Regions from separate parts of the Mus musculus genome. Here regions 2 and 3 are each linked to region 1. A link is a contact called in public Hi-C data. All regions are on one chromosome and are shown on one strand. The core of a region is the stretch at or near the end of the contact, and the rest is flanking DNA. Distances in the headings are between cores, read along the strand shown. Region 1 has its middle 91 kb from the start of Gm39235. Region 2 has its middle 40 kb from the start of Gm32531. Region 3 has its middle 190 kb from the start of Cdh11.

Region 1 (3,887 bases), core at 1,380-3,879:
AGACGACAGTATAAGAGACTGGCCAGGTCCTGGGAGAATGCCCAGGAAGGACCCTGGGGCCTGTAATAGCAGTCTTGATTGTTCTTCTGACAGAGTTGAGAGTCACCTAAGTGACAAATCTCTGGGCATGTGTGAGGAGCATTTCCAGAGAGATTAACTGAGGTATGAAGGAACCTCCAAAGTGCATGACGCCATTCTACTGGTCCAGGATCGAATAAGAAGAAAGCGATTGAAGCTCCAGCATTCATGACTCTCTGCTTCCTGGCTGGACACGTGATCAGCTGCCTCTATTTCCTGTGGCCATGAATCCCCCCACCATGATGGGCTAGACCCTTCCACTGTGAGCCAGAATACAACCTTCCTTCCAAAGTAGATTTTTGGTCAGGGATTTTGTCGTACCGAGGAGAAAAGTAACGACGTCTCTGGGAAATCGGTCCCAGAGATGTCCCTTGCTGCTTCTACCATACCTGAACCACCTTAGGACTCTGAACTAGGAAACAGTCCTCAGCTGACCCCAGCCACTGCTAGGTCCTCCTACTGAGGACCTATGCTCAGGATCATGAGCCTGCAGACTCAGCACTGAAGGAATGAGAATCTGCTGTCCCCAAGTTGCCTGGCCTGTGGTATTTTGATACAGCAGCCCAGTACAAAGTCAGTATTCACCTCTTAGGAGGAACAAAGGCCTTGGAGCTCCCACTGCCAAGTTCCCCTAACTTCTCTGGGCTTCTGTTTCTCCTTCTCACTCTATGCTGTATTTTTATTAGAACCGATGAACAGGCCAGCACATCAGCTCAGAGCTAGGCAGGAAGCTTGCCCACTTTGCCAGCCCCTCCTGGTGTCCATTTTTTTTTCAAACATCGAATATTAGAAAATCTTTGTCCTTTGTCCTAGTTTTGTAAGCAAGCCAGTAAGGACCCACACTGTTGATGACTTGGGTAGGTCCTAGTCTTGGTTCTGATATCTACTGGACATCAGCTTCCTGGTCTTTGGGTTGTGGTTCCACCCCTTCTGAAACGGCAGCTGTCTATCTCTTATCGGGGAAGCTTTTGCGGGGATAGCAACCTACCTGTCAGTACATGAGAGGCACAGTAGTTCTGGGTTGCTGTAGAGATGAGGACCACTGACCATCAACTGTTAATCTTGACTGCCAGCTAGAACTAAATATCTAAGTGTGTCTGTGGAGAAGTTTCTAGGCTGGTTAAATGAGAAGCCCCATTCCATGAGCTGGGATCTCCTAAAAAGCAGGGGTGGGAGGGGGCTGGGGCAAAGGCGACTAAGCAACAGCATTCAGTACTCTCTGCTCCCTGACTGGGGATACAATGCAGGGAGCTGCCACAAGCTCCTGCCATCTTGACTTTCTCACCTAGGACTGCAGACCCAACTAAGTTGCTCCTCCTTTAAGTTGGTTTCGTCAAGTATTCTGTCACAGAAGGAGATAAAGCCACTAATACACCCAAGCACAAATGTATCGAATAACAGGAAGGCACCCGAAGCAGCCAGGCATGGACTTCCCAAATGACTCTGAGGGAGTCTTAGTACTCCCTCGGAGTACTATGTACTCATAGTCTATAGTACTCATCTATAGAACAGGTGAGCTCCTTCCTAATCAGAAACTAAACTTGATGGGAAGAGCCCAGGCTGGGTGTTGTCGTGTTTTATCTTAAAGCATGCAGGAACTGCCTTAGCTCCTCCAGTCAGGGTAAGAATAGCCGCTCAAGACGAGTCTGAGCTACCCACCCTGCTCCACGTCCTTCAAGGAGAACCAACCCAATCTGTGTCTCAACTCTTTGGTCCCAACTTCAAATAAGTAGGGATGTTTCTGTGGCTTCCTCGCAAATAGCTTGTAGTCTCAGATCAGAACGGAACGGAATGGATGCTCTGAGGCATGCTGGGAGTTCTGCCAGTTTGGAGGAGGGGTAGATAATTAAGGAAATCATGGTGAATTAAGCTTTCTGCAATGAAGCGCAAACATCTTTTCACAAACAGCGGCACCCTGTTAGCTTATGTTTTGCCAGAGAGAGAGGCAGGGTCTATCCACCGGGGTTTTCAGCCTGGTAAAACACATCTGGCTAGGAAGCCAAATATTTAAGGGTCATTAAAATCCCAGACTCCCTTTGCCAAGAACTTTTCTCCTTTGTTATTCAAGTGCAGAGCAGTTATGGAAAATGCATCCCATATGGTTTGTGAGGCATTCCTATTTACTCCACCAAACCGCGGCTTTGAAAGAGCTTTTTGATGTCAAAGATGCGTTCAGATTTTATAGACTTTTCCAGTACAGCTTTTAAGGCATCTCCCTTTGAACCCGAAATATTTGCCAAGAGTAAACAGAACCAAAAACCACAAGGGGTCAAGAGCTTTGTTGCAAACTAAGACCTCAGCTTTATCTAGAGCTTCCAGAGGTTTGAGGCCCCACCCCCAAAAAAAGCTTCACAAAAGATCATGTTTCCTGCATAAGTTACATGAAAATAAATACTCTAATGTATTCCTATTTTATTAATAACGTAACACCCTCACCCACCACCTCCCACCAAGAAGCAAGGATGGAAGATAGTCACACACTTAAACTATTAACAGAACTTTGGAAAGTTGGAAAAAAAATAAAAATGTCTCCAAGTCAAAAAGCAGAGTGTATTTATAAATTCTTTTTCAGTGAGGGTTTCTCCACTGTAATGGGCAAAGCAAACAGGCACAGACCTCGGAAGAGCTTGAAGATCCTGGAGCACACAGACCTTCCAGGGCTCTCAGAACAGAGAGAGTGTTTGAGAATAGTTCCTTTTGATAGATGGGGAAACTGAGGACCAGATCCCTGCATTGGCCAACAGCGGAATCCAGGACTTGGAGCTCCCAACCAGTCTTCTTTCCTCTCTTCCTCTTCCCATTCTCGCCCTTCTCCCACTCAGCTTCTGTGACCTTAGGGGCATCCTCCAACACATGTCTCCTCTGTCCCTTAAGTTCTTTCTCCACTCAGGGAGACAGTGCCTTCTTAGGTCATTCACGAGCATCTACTTAGGATTCCATAGGTGTACATGAGTGTCTGAGCAAATCTTTCACCACTTGCTCTACCACAGCACCACTCGCTGCCTTCCTAACCTAGACCCCATTCTCAGCACCGGTGTCTTCCAACTTACTCGGTCCCACCCACTCTGCTGTCTCCTGGCCCTGAGTTCACATACCTTATTGCTGACCCAGGACCTTTGCTCTGTACCCCTCTGTGACCCCTTTGCTTCTCTGCACAGTGGATCTTACAGTTCTTAGCCCAGGGGCTTCTTTTGTAGCTATTGGATGTAAAGCAGGGTGTCTGCACAGTGACTCCTATGTGCACAGTGACTCCTATGTGCACAGTTATTGGCTGCTGAACACACCCTTCCCACTCAAACTGGACAGAGAGCTTCAGAATATCATGTCATGCAAAGGGACCATGTGTCATTTCCTGCTGCAACCTGAGGGTGCAACATAATGCTAAGCTGGAAGCATAGCTTATTAGGACGCCTATCTCCTGGCCTGGGCTCCTCCTATTGGCCAGAAATAAAAGAAGGAAAAAAGGATGGAAGGAAAACAGGAAAAGGGAGGGTGAGAGAAGGAGGATAGAGGAATGAGGTGGAGAGGGAAGTGGCTCACTGTGTTTAGAACTTAAATAGTCTCTGCTTTTTCTACCTCTTTCAGGAGCATCCTTCCGTTTCCCACTGAGGCTCTGCATTCCTCTGACTTTTTCAGTCATTTGTCAACCAGTTCTCAGGTCCCCCAGGTACTCTGAGATGCCAGGGTCTCCAGAGGAAGTCTGAAATTTTAGTTAGAATCATAAAACCTGAACTTACAAGTAACAAAATGCTTTAGTGGTGGCAACTGAAGCAGCTATTTGCCATGAGAGGGGACCCAGGAAAAGGTGG
Region 2 (4,067 bases), core at 1,166-3,665, 580 kb before region 1:
TCTCTCCCTCTCCTCTTCAGTCTGTCAGCTGGGCAAGGTTGGCTCCTTTTGCTGTAACAGTGTGGTACCCCATGTGCTTCTGTATCATGGTTTGTATCTTGCATCACACAGCTTCTGTGGCATCTGCCCCTTCTGCAAGACACTCCCCTCTTTGAGAAGGGACATCACTGCCTTTTTGCAGGATGCAACTTCTCCTGAGCAAATACAGTGCACGCAAAGCACTTCATGTCCAATTTGCAAAGAAAGGCTGAGCTGTCTTTATGTGAGAAGCTCCCTGAGAACACGGGAACTGCTGTCAAGGTTGAAACATGGAAAAGCTCCGTGGTTGTACAAACTCCATGGATCTAGGGCTGTGTGAAGAGCAAATGGAAGGGAGAGGATTGTGTAAGGGACAGTGTGTAATATTTTGTAGACTCCTGTTGGGAGCAGGGATACACAGTCAAATGCTCACTCTGTCTGTGCCTTTCCCACCATTTCTAGCATCAATTCTCATAAACAAAACAACCCCCCAAAACAAAACAAAACAGCATCAGAGTCCATGAAAAATCTTATTAAGAATATAGACAGTACTCAATTCAGTATTAGGCATTTTGCCTTAGCTGGTCCAAAGAAGGTCTTCAGAATTTTCATTTTCATGCCACATATATTATACAATATATATGGCTATATATCCACATGGCTGGAGATGTCAGAAGGGTTGGCTTCTACATTATCCAGGGTTGCAAATGACACAAACGAGGGACCTGGCCATGCCTTGTTACTGAGTAAGTGAGACTCCCTCACTTTGAGGTGATTCCTTCAGGTCAGGAACCCACAGCCCCTCGACAGGCTCTTCCTCACCAAAGTCTTCTCATCACACATCCCAGCTCCCTTTCCCACCCTGGACACACTCACTGTGGAGCCGCCTCCTCTTTCCTACGCTCCCGTGTCTTCACGGACACTGACTTTGACTCGGTCAGGACTTTTATCCCCCCTTGGCAAAATAATAGGATATTATGTTTGTTTGTTTGTTTGTTTGTTTTGTTTTGTTTTGTTTTTAAAACAGGAAATTGGCAAGAACAATAACACCGTGTTTGATTTCTGAGCTAAAAGTAGATTCTGTATTGTGGAGAAATTTAAGAGGCCAAAAACAGTGTAGGGCAACATCATCAGCTCTCTCCCCAACAGCAGCAACACCTGGACTCTCTCCCAGCATTGCTATTCCAGAAGCAGCATCATGCCACTTAGAGAGCTCAGGAACTGAGGAAACCTCATACACATGTTCTAGGCAGCTGCCAATCACAGGAGTTTGCATCCCAGTTTTATGGGGTGCATGCATCTATTCTGTCTCTGATGAGCCTGTGACTTTGAATACGGGCTGTCTCCTCTCTGACCTTGGGTTCCTTATCAGTAGGTTTCGGGAAAACTGTATTTTTTTTTTCCAGGAATGAAATTATAAGTCACTGAGATATCATTTGCAGAAAGAATTCTTCCCTCAGAGCAAAACTACCATTGGAGCAGAAAGAATGTCCTGGAGATTGGGGAGATAAAAGAAGGGGCTGGGGAGGCAGAGTGGAGGGAGCGAAGTAGGTTTATGGACCAACCCTGAAAGGAAAAACAAACAAACAAACAAACAAACAAACATGTGGTAAATTGAGAAAGATGGCTGAGGGGCTGAGGTCAGAGGGAGACAAATCGAATGCTGCCCTGGATTTAATAGAGACTGTTTTCTGCACTTGATGATGTGTCACCCAGAAGACAGGGACATTGGAGTTGTATTTTAGAAAACCTGAGGAAGATGAAAATAGCCTAGAAGAGGAGTCCAGAGAAGAGAACTTGGCAAAACTGTCAGAAACTCTGAGGGTCAGTGAGGATGGGAAGCAAGAACACAGAAAATATTTTGGAGGATGCAGGGAGGGCCTATTACTGATCAGAAATTACTTTGGATTAGCATATGCAAATGAGATCCTCTGGGACCAGCAGCTGCCTCTTCCTCAAGCATGCTGTCCCTAGCCAAACTCAGGGCTTTTAGTCAGCAGCTTTGCTCACAACCCAGCATCTCCATGTCCCATAGACTGTTTTGGTCCACTGTCTTCTTCCAGGCCTGAGCCTGGGGCTCCTACTCTCCGTCCCAGCCAAGGAGAAAGGACAACCACACAGAAAGAAAGGAAAGATTTTCTGTGTTTTTCTGCAAGATAAAGCAAGGTTATTTTTGGCCCGTTTTTTAGAGCAAATCAGATTTATTTTCTCTTTTTCTCTTTCGGAGCCCTGCGTCTGGCAGGCTTCATGCAGGGGAGTGAAAATTAGAGCTCACATTTTCAATGCCTTTGCAGTTTTTGCTCGGTGTCAGTTTTGTTTGTCTTCCTCTGGCTGACTGTCTTCCGTGTCTCCGGACTGCTGAGGTCTTCCAGAAGTTGCTTTCAAGCCAAAGAAAGTAAAACCAAGCTACCATGAAAAGGGTGGGGAGCTTGAGTCAGAGAGGAGGAAAGGAAGGAAGGGAAAGAAACTGTCCCCCACTCGGCATTTCGTGAAACCTCACTTCCCAGCCTCATATTGGCTCTGCCATTTCTGCTTGCCCCTTGATCAGAGAGACACGGGACTTTATGGGCATCTCCTAACATGGAACTCACAAATGTTGGGACCTCAGATACCTTTTTTTCAACATCCATACTGCTTGATTCATGGCTTTGAAATTTTGTCAGTGTGCTCTGAAGCAATGGACTCAGAGGTTATAAATTCAGACCATCAGTACCTTGACTAAGTTACTTGACCTCAATAAATCTAGGTTTTCTTTGTCTATGTACTAGAAGTCTGGATAGGATATCATGAGAATATGAGGGTCCTGTGGGATGCCTGGCACAGGAGCTTTGAGAACTGCCTAGTGTCCAACTGTTGGCTGACTTGGAGTGACTAGTGTGTGGCCAAGAGCATACATGAACGACTGATTTTTTATACCAGTGTGCTTATACTACTGAGTAGCTACTGCAATTTTATGATCCGCTCATGGTATTTAAAGAAGTTGTAAATTTCTTTCAATCCTTTTCCCCAAAGAACGTTTTGTTTCGTTTTCTTCTTCTCTCCCCCTAGAGCTTTCCAGTTAAAGCAGTTAATGTCACATGGAAGACTGTGTTAATAGCAACCAGGTGCTTTCTTGTTCAGTTCCACACATCCTTCTGTCCATTTTGGGGCAAAGTTACATGTGAGCGCTACTGGCAACTTTTTTTTTCTCTCTTAATAAAATACAGCATGACCATGACTTCAAACGCATCCCTCTCTCCTTGATGGTACTGTCAAAAATACAGCTTTTTTTTTTCCCTAATCCAACTCTTCCTATGTCTTTACTGATTTACTTGTCAATAATTTCCTACATGTATGGAATACATTCTAGTTCCATTCATCCATCAACACTCTTGAATGGAAACGTACTGCTTGCTAGAGAGGTTAGCTTCTGCGGTTATCACTCTATGAATACTGCTTAAAGGTTGGTGTAATAATGATTTTTTAATGACATTAAATGAATACATGCTACACTGAAACTTTTACTTGCATTACTTCCAGTCTTTACCTTGATCCTCAATTTTATGCTCATCCTCCTTAAAAACGAATACACTGAGAGTAAGTGATGAATGTCTTTCAGCGAACACAGAGAAGCTGTGACAATGATGTAGGATGAGCACCTTTGAGTGTAGTATATTTTTTTTACCATAAAACTATGCTGTATCTCCTTCTGCACAAGGGATATCTTCCTGTCTCCTCTATGCCTGCAATTCCTGACACATATGTATCCAATATCTGCAAATATTTGTTGATACCCACAGGTAAGTGCATGCATTCATTCTCATATATGTGTGGGTGCAGATTGCTGTTTTCCTCATGATTTGTGGAACATGTGACCCCCCACACCCAGGTTTTCCTAGCAATGGAAAAGGGTAGTAGTGTGTAGGCGGGAGATTGGGGTGGTCCTTCATTCAAAGTCTGCTGGGAGAAAGATCTCTGGAACACAGTAGAGGATAGCCTTCTGTATCCCTGGCACCTCTCATGTATCCCCGCTCTGACTGATGACCTCCTGGATGTAGTCTTTGTGTTTG
Region 3 (4,180 bases), core at 174-2,673, 840 kb before region 1:
CACAAGAGACAAGTCAGAGCTATTACCTTCCATACCCTCCTACAGGGCCAGCTGATAAACATTTACAAGCTCACTGTCACCAGTTTCTGATTAGATTATTGGCCTGACTGCTAAGTTATTATAACCACAGGCAAACTAAATTACACATGTGTATGCACACACACACACACACACACACACACACACACACACACACAAACACACACGGGGGGTAGACAGTAATCAGCTTTGAAAGAGTTTAAGTTAGTACTAGGTGAGAACATTCAAGGTACACTCGGGAGTGTTTTACATTCTATTCGGCAGGAATACATTTTTCTTTCCGATGTCCATTTTGTATATAAGAAAATGGAGGCTCAGCAAAACTAAGCAATTTGGGTAACTACGCAGAATCGATAAGTAGCAGAAGCTCACTGGTTACTATTAGCCTGTGAAGCCAGAATCATTTCTGTTTCTGACCCATTCGGCAAATGAGGAAAGTATAGAGCAAGTCCTCACATTCATACACAATCCACTTAGCAACATCTACGTGGCAACAGGTCAGTACAACACAGCACAGAGGACTGGATCCTTGGAGAATTCCATAGGTAAATAGGAGCATGAAAAGTAAGGATGCTGGATGGTGCTTTTACCATGAACAAGGATACCTGTTAGAAGAACTAGAGATAGTTCACATTGGTTACTTGTATTTCACTATCTCAGGACGCTCCACTATACCAATTTTAGTTTTCATTTATTCTTTAAAATAAATATATATTTTAAAGTAAAAGTTACAAAGGGAAAGCATTATGTATACTTCATTGTTTCGATGCTGAAGCCTCTAGGTTTACAGAGGTCAGTTGGTTTTTAAGATCTTAAAATAAGCCAGTCTAGCTTAACTATTACCTTCTGTTCTTAAAAATAAAGTAAAGGTTATTTAGGGCTAAGATATTACTCAAGCTTCTCTGTAGACTCTTTTACTACTCAAATTAACCAGGAATTTAGAATTACTAAGAATTACACACAGAAAAACTTAAATTTTAAGCCCCCATGATGACTCTAAACCAATTGTTTTTCTCATCTGCCACACAACATGTTCTGCAGTAATGGAAGAAAATGTACACCATTTTGAACGTGAGCACAGTACTATCTGTGCCCAAGACGCTCTTCCACAGTGATAGCCTCCGCATTGGTGTGTTTCAGCACATCCTAGAATAGGACCTTAATATACTTTGTCCTTTTAGCATTTCAGTGTTCTTCCCAACTGCTAATAAAGAACAGAGACGCTGGCCACAGTGGAAGACCTCCAGGCAGAACATGGATGGCCTCTTCAAAGTCACAGAGAAGGCGGGGGGGGGGGGGGACGGACTCCGGAACCCAGCTGCCTCACAGATGGGGCTCATTATCCACACCACCCTCCCTTGTTGAAGGAAGGCCAAGAAAGAGCCACAGAAAATTAGAGGCTTATGCTGAAGTGGCCAGATGTCGAGACAACAGGGACATCCTGTCTCCACTGGCCTGGCCAGTGGTTTAAGTGTTCTTCTCTGTGGTGGACAATGTGGATGTTTTCTGCACAGGGGAGAGGTCACAGAAGCTCTGTTAAGTAAAACATCAGAGAGAGAAGCTTCAAAACAAAATCATAACTTTTTTTTTTTTTTTGCTCTTTGAACACCATGTAGATATATGAAGAAGGTTTGGATCTGTACTCTGCATACAATTACTCTGTGATATTGTATCTGTTCTCAAGTGTAACATTTGACCAGAGTGATTTCAACATTTTACATAAGGTCTCAACAACAAAAAATAGCCCACAACTCAAAATAAAGCGGCTTTCCTGAGGTACCGTAAGTATACGGAGCAAAGGTAAGACTTCAACTCTATTAGCATTGACCCTGAACTACCTTTTAGAATAGTGAGTTTTGGTATGGTCTATTTGCCAGGTGTCTCAGTAATCCTTTCAAAACCGTTTCCTTCTACAAATCCTCCAGGCCTCGCTGCAGAATTATTAAAGACTCAGTACTTCACACATTAACAAGCCCACCTCATGATGTGATTGACAGGTCTTAACATTTGCTAGGGCTGCTCTCACTTCAAACAGACCCTGCCACGACTCTCCAGGAGCTTTCTAGTCGCTTCTCTTTTCCTTAACTAAAGCTATAGTTGCCTAGAAGAGAGAAACAGCCCTTTCCAAATCTTCTGTATAAAGCATTGAGAGGTTTAGATTTCCCCAATAAGAACAAATCCCAGTGCACGTGGGATGTTGCACATGGCTCAGATTCGTGTGGTCCGGTTCAGTGGCTACAGGGGTTGGCATGCAAAGAAGCAAGACAGGAGAGTATTACAAAATGCACTGAGGCAACCAAACTTCTGTCTTGACTTCCTGAGTTGGTGAACCTTGAACGGGATATGCATTCTAGCTTCCATGCAGTCATCTGGTGTATGATATAGCCTTAGACTTCCAGATTTTAAACTTGGTAAAAGAATATATTTCTACCATCTTCACCAAACATATTAAACAAACACTAGTGAAATGAGATATAAATAGATATGTTAACCAACTTAACATAATATTTATACAGCACACATGTAGATTAGTTTATAACAGTGTACCCCATAAATATATACAATTAATAGTTGCTAATCAGAAGAATTTTAAGCAAAGAAACAAGGAGGATGAAGAGAAGCTTCAGAGGTTAAGAGTACTTGCTGTATAATCATGAACATCAATTAGTGTCCAGCAACCCTAGCACTGAGCAAGCAGGACAAGATGAAGAAAGAAGGATAACTGAAGCTTGCCAACCCCCAACTTAGGCAAGAAATAAGTGACAAGTGCTGATCTATCAGTACTTGTGGCTCATTCCCATTACTGTGATGGGACACTTAGTGACTTCCTCTTCTAATCAGAAGCCGTTTCTTATAGTTGTGCTAAGCCTTTGTTAAATTCCCAACTGTAGAACGTGGAGGAAGGTAGGTTCAATAATTAGGACGAATCTGTCTTTAAAAGACGAAAATCTCTTCTAAAATATGGGGTGAGGGAAAGAATGGGCAAATTTAAGGAACCTAAAATGTGAGTTAAAATATTTTCAGATGTTTTTTGACTGCTAGTTGGTATCTGATCAATGGCAAATACCCAAAGCTGTGAGAGAATGAAAGAAAGTCATAGGATTTTTGAAGAAGCTGAGATGCAGGAAAAGGATTGGATAAAGATGACCAGGAGGCCTACTGGGTATCATACTGAGGTTTGTTTATAGTCATGGCCAGCAGGCACAGGTCTCCTGGAATAACTGTAAAAATAAAGGCTTTGGTTCTGACAAGTTGTTGTTTAGCTACTAATAGAACTGTGTGAAAGCACAGGATAAAGAATTATGTTGGGAGAACTTTACTCTCCCACATCCTCAGGCCAATGTGCAAGTAAAATAGGCAAATAAACACACAAAGGTGAAAATCAGGGTGAAATCACTGCTTGAGTGTTATATTTCTGCTAAGTTCCAGGTTTCCCAAAGGCATTCATATGTGGGATGAAATCCGGAGAAAAAATTCTATCTCATGAGATGCAATGGCCAGAGTGGGAGATGGTTTCAGTAGTGGATAGGTAGCATAAGGATCGGCAGAACATCCTTCATCTCAAATACATCAATCTCAAAGAAACTGTGTCTTTAAGAATTAGAAGGGAAGGTTGGACCAAATGTGACAATGAATAAAATAGACAGCATTCTTTTTCGTGACTTTGATCTTTGTCAAATAAGGCCAAGTTAATATAATGTTTTATATATTTGTATACTATTTATGTTTTGTATTTTTGATTTTAGTATTTCCAATATTTAACTTCTGTAGGCCTTCAGAAATTATTTCAGGTAGACCATATGCAACAACTTAGGAGAAAAAAATGAATACAAATTCCTAATATTTACCATATTGTAAGTAAGGATTCCTATAAAATGAAGGCCATGTAACATATCAGACTCCATGACTGGATGTGACTTTTTCAATGGGTTATCCATCATAAACGTCAAGGCATCCATCAGTAAGGCTAGTGGGGGACTGTGGCACTTATGATAGCTTTCACGTACTCTTTGCTCATAAGTGGATACTAGGTCTGTGATTCCAACATGGCTGTCCTGCCTCCTGATCACAGGTTCTGAGTCATTGTTTCAAAAAACAAATGGAAAAAAATAACAAACAAACAGACAAAAAAACCCAACTA

What was found. A called contact is a pair of places that touch in the nucleus more often than the background predicts.
Region 2: a Hi-C map of uterus shows a contact between it and region 1, with 6 times the contacts expected there. The contact joins two enhancer-like sites. A contact is called at or near these places in 7 of 484 Hi-C or Micro-C datasets (nephron progenitors and uterus).
Region 3: a contact with region 1 is called in a Hi-C map of uterus, with 3 times the contacts expected there. The contact joins two enhancer-like sites. A contact is called at or near these places in 6 of 484 Hi-C or Micro-C datasets (cranial neural crest, nephron progenitors and uterus).

The regions. Positions count from the first base shown.
Region 1 is chr8:103,812,137-103,816,023 of GRCm38.p6, forward strand. No RefSeq gene overlaps it. Among named protein-coding and RNA genes, the nearest start is that of Gm39235, 91 kb to the left of the region's middle. Within about 2 kb of position 2,630, at least 39 of the 459 cell types and tissues checked have an H3K27ac peak or open chromatin away from gene starts, as enhancers often do. A contact at or near this core is called in nephron progenitors and uterus, where this site is marked.
Region 2 is chr8:103,228,921-103,232,987 of GRCm38.p6, forward strand. No RefSeq gene overlaps it. Among named protein-coding and RNA genes, the nearest start is that of Gm32531, 40 kb to the right of the region's middle. Within about 2 kb of position 2,416, at least 35 of the 459 cell types and tissues checked have an H3K27ac peak or open chromatin away from gene starts, as enhancers often do. A contact at or near this core is called in nephron progenitors and uterus, where this site is marked.
Region 3 is chr8:102,977,033-102,981,212 of GRCm38.p6, forward strand. No RefSeq gene overlaps it. Among named protein-coding and RNA genes, the nearest start is that of Cdh11, 190 kb to the left of the region's middle. Within about 2 kb of position 1,424, at least 25 of the 459 cell types and tissues checked have an H3K27ac peak or open chromatin away from gene starts, as enhancers often do. A contact at or near this core is called in uterus, where this site is marked.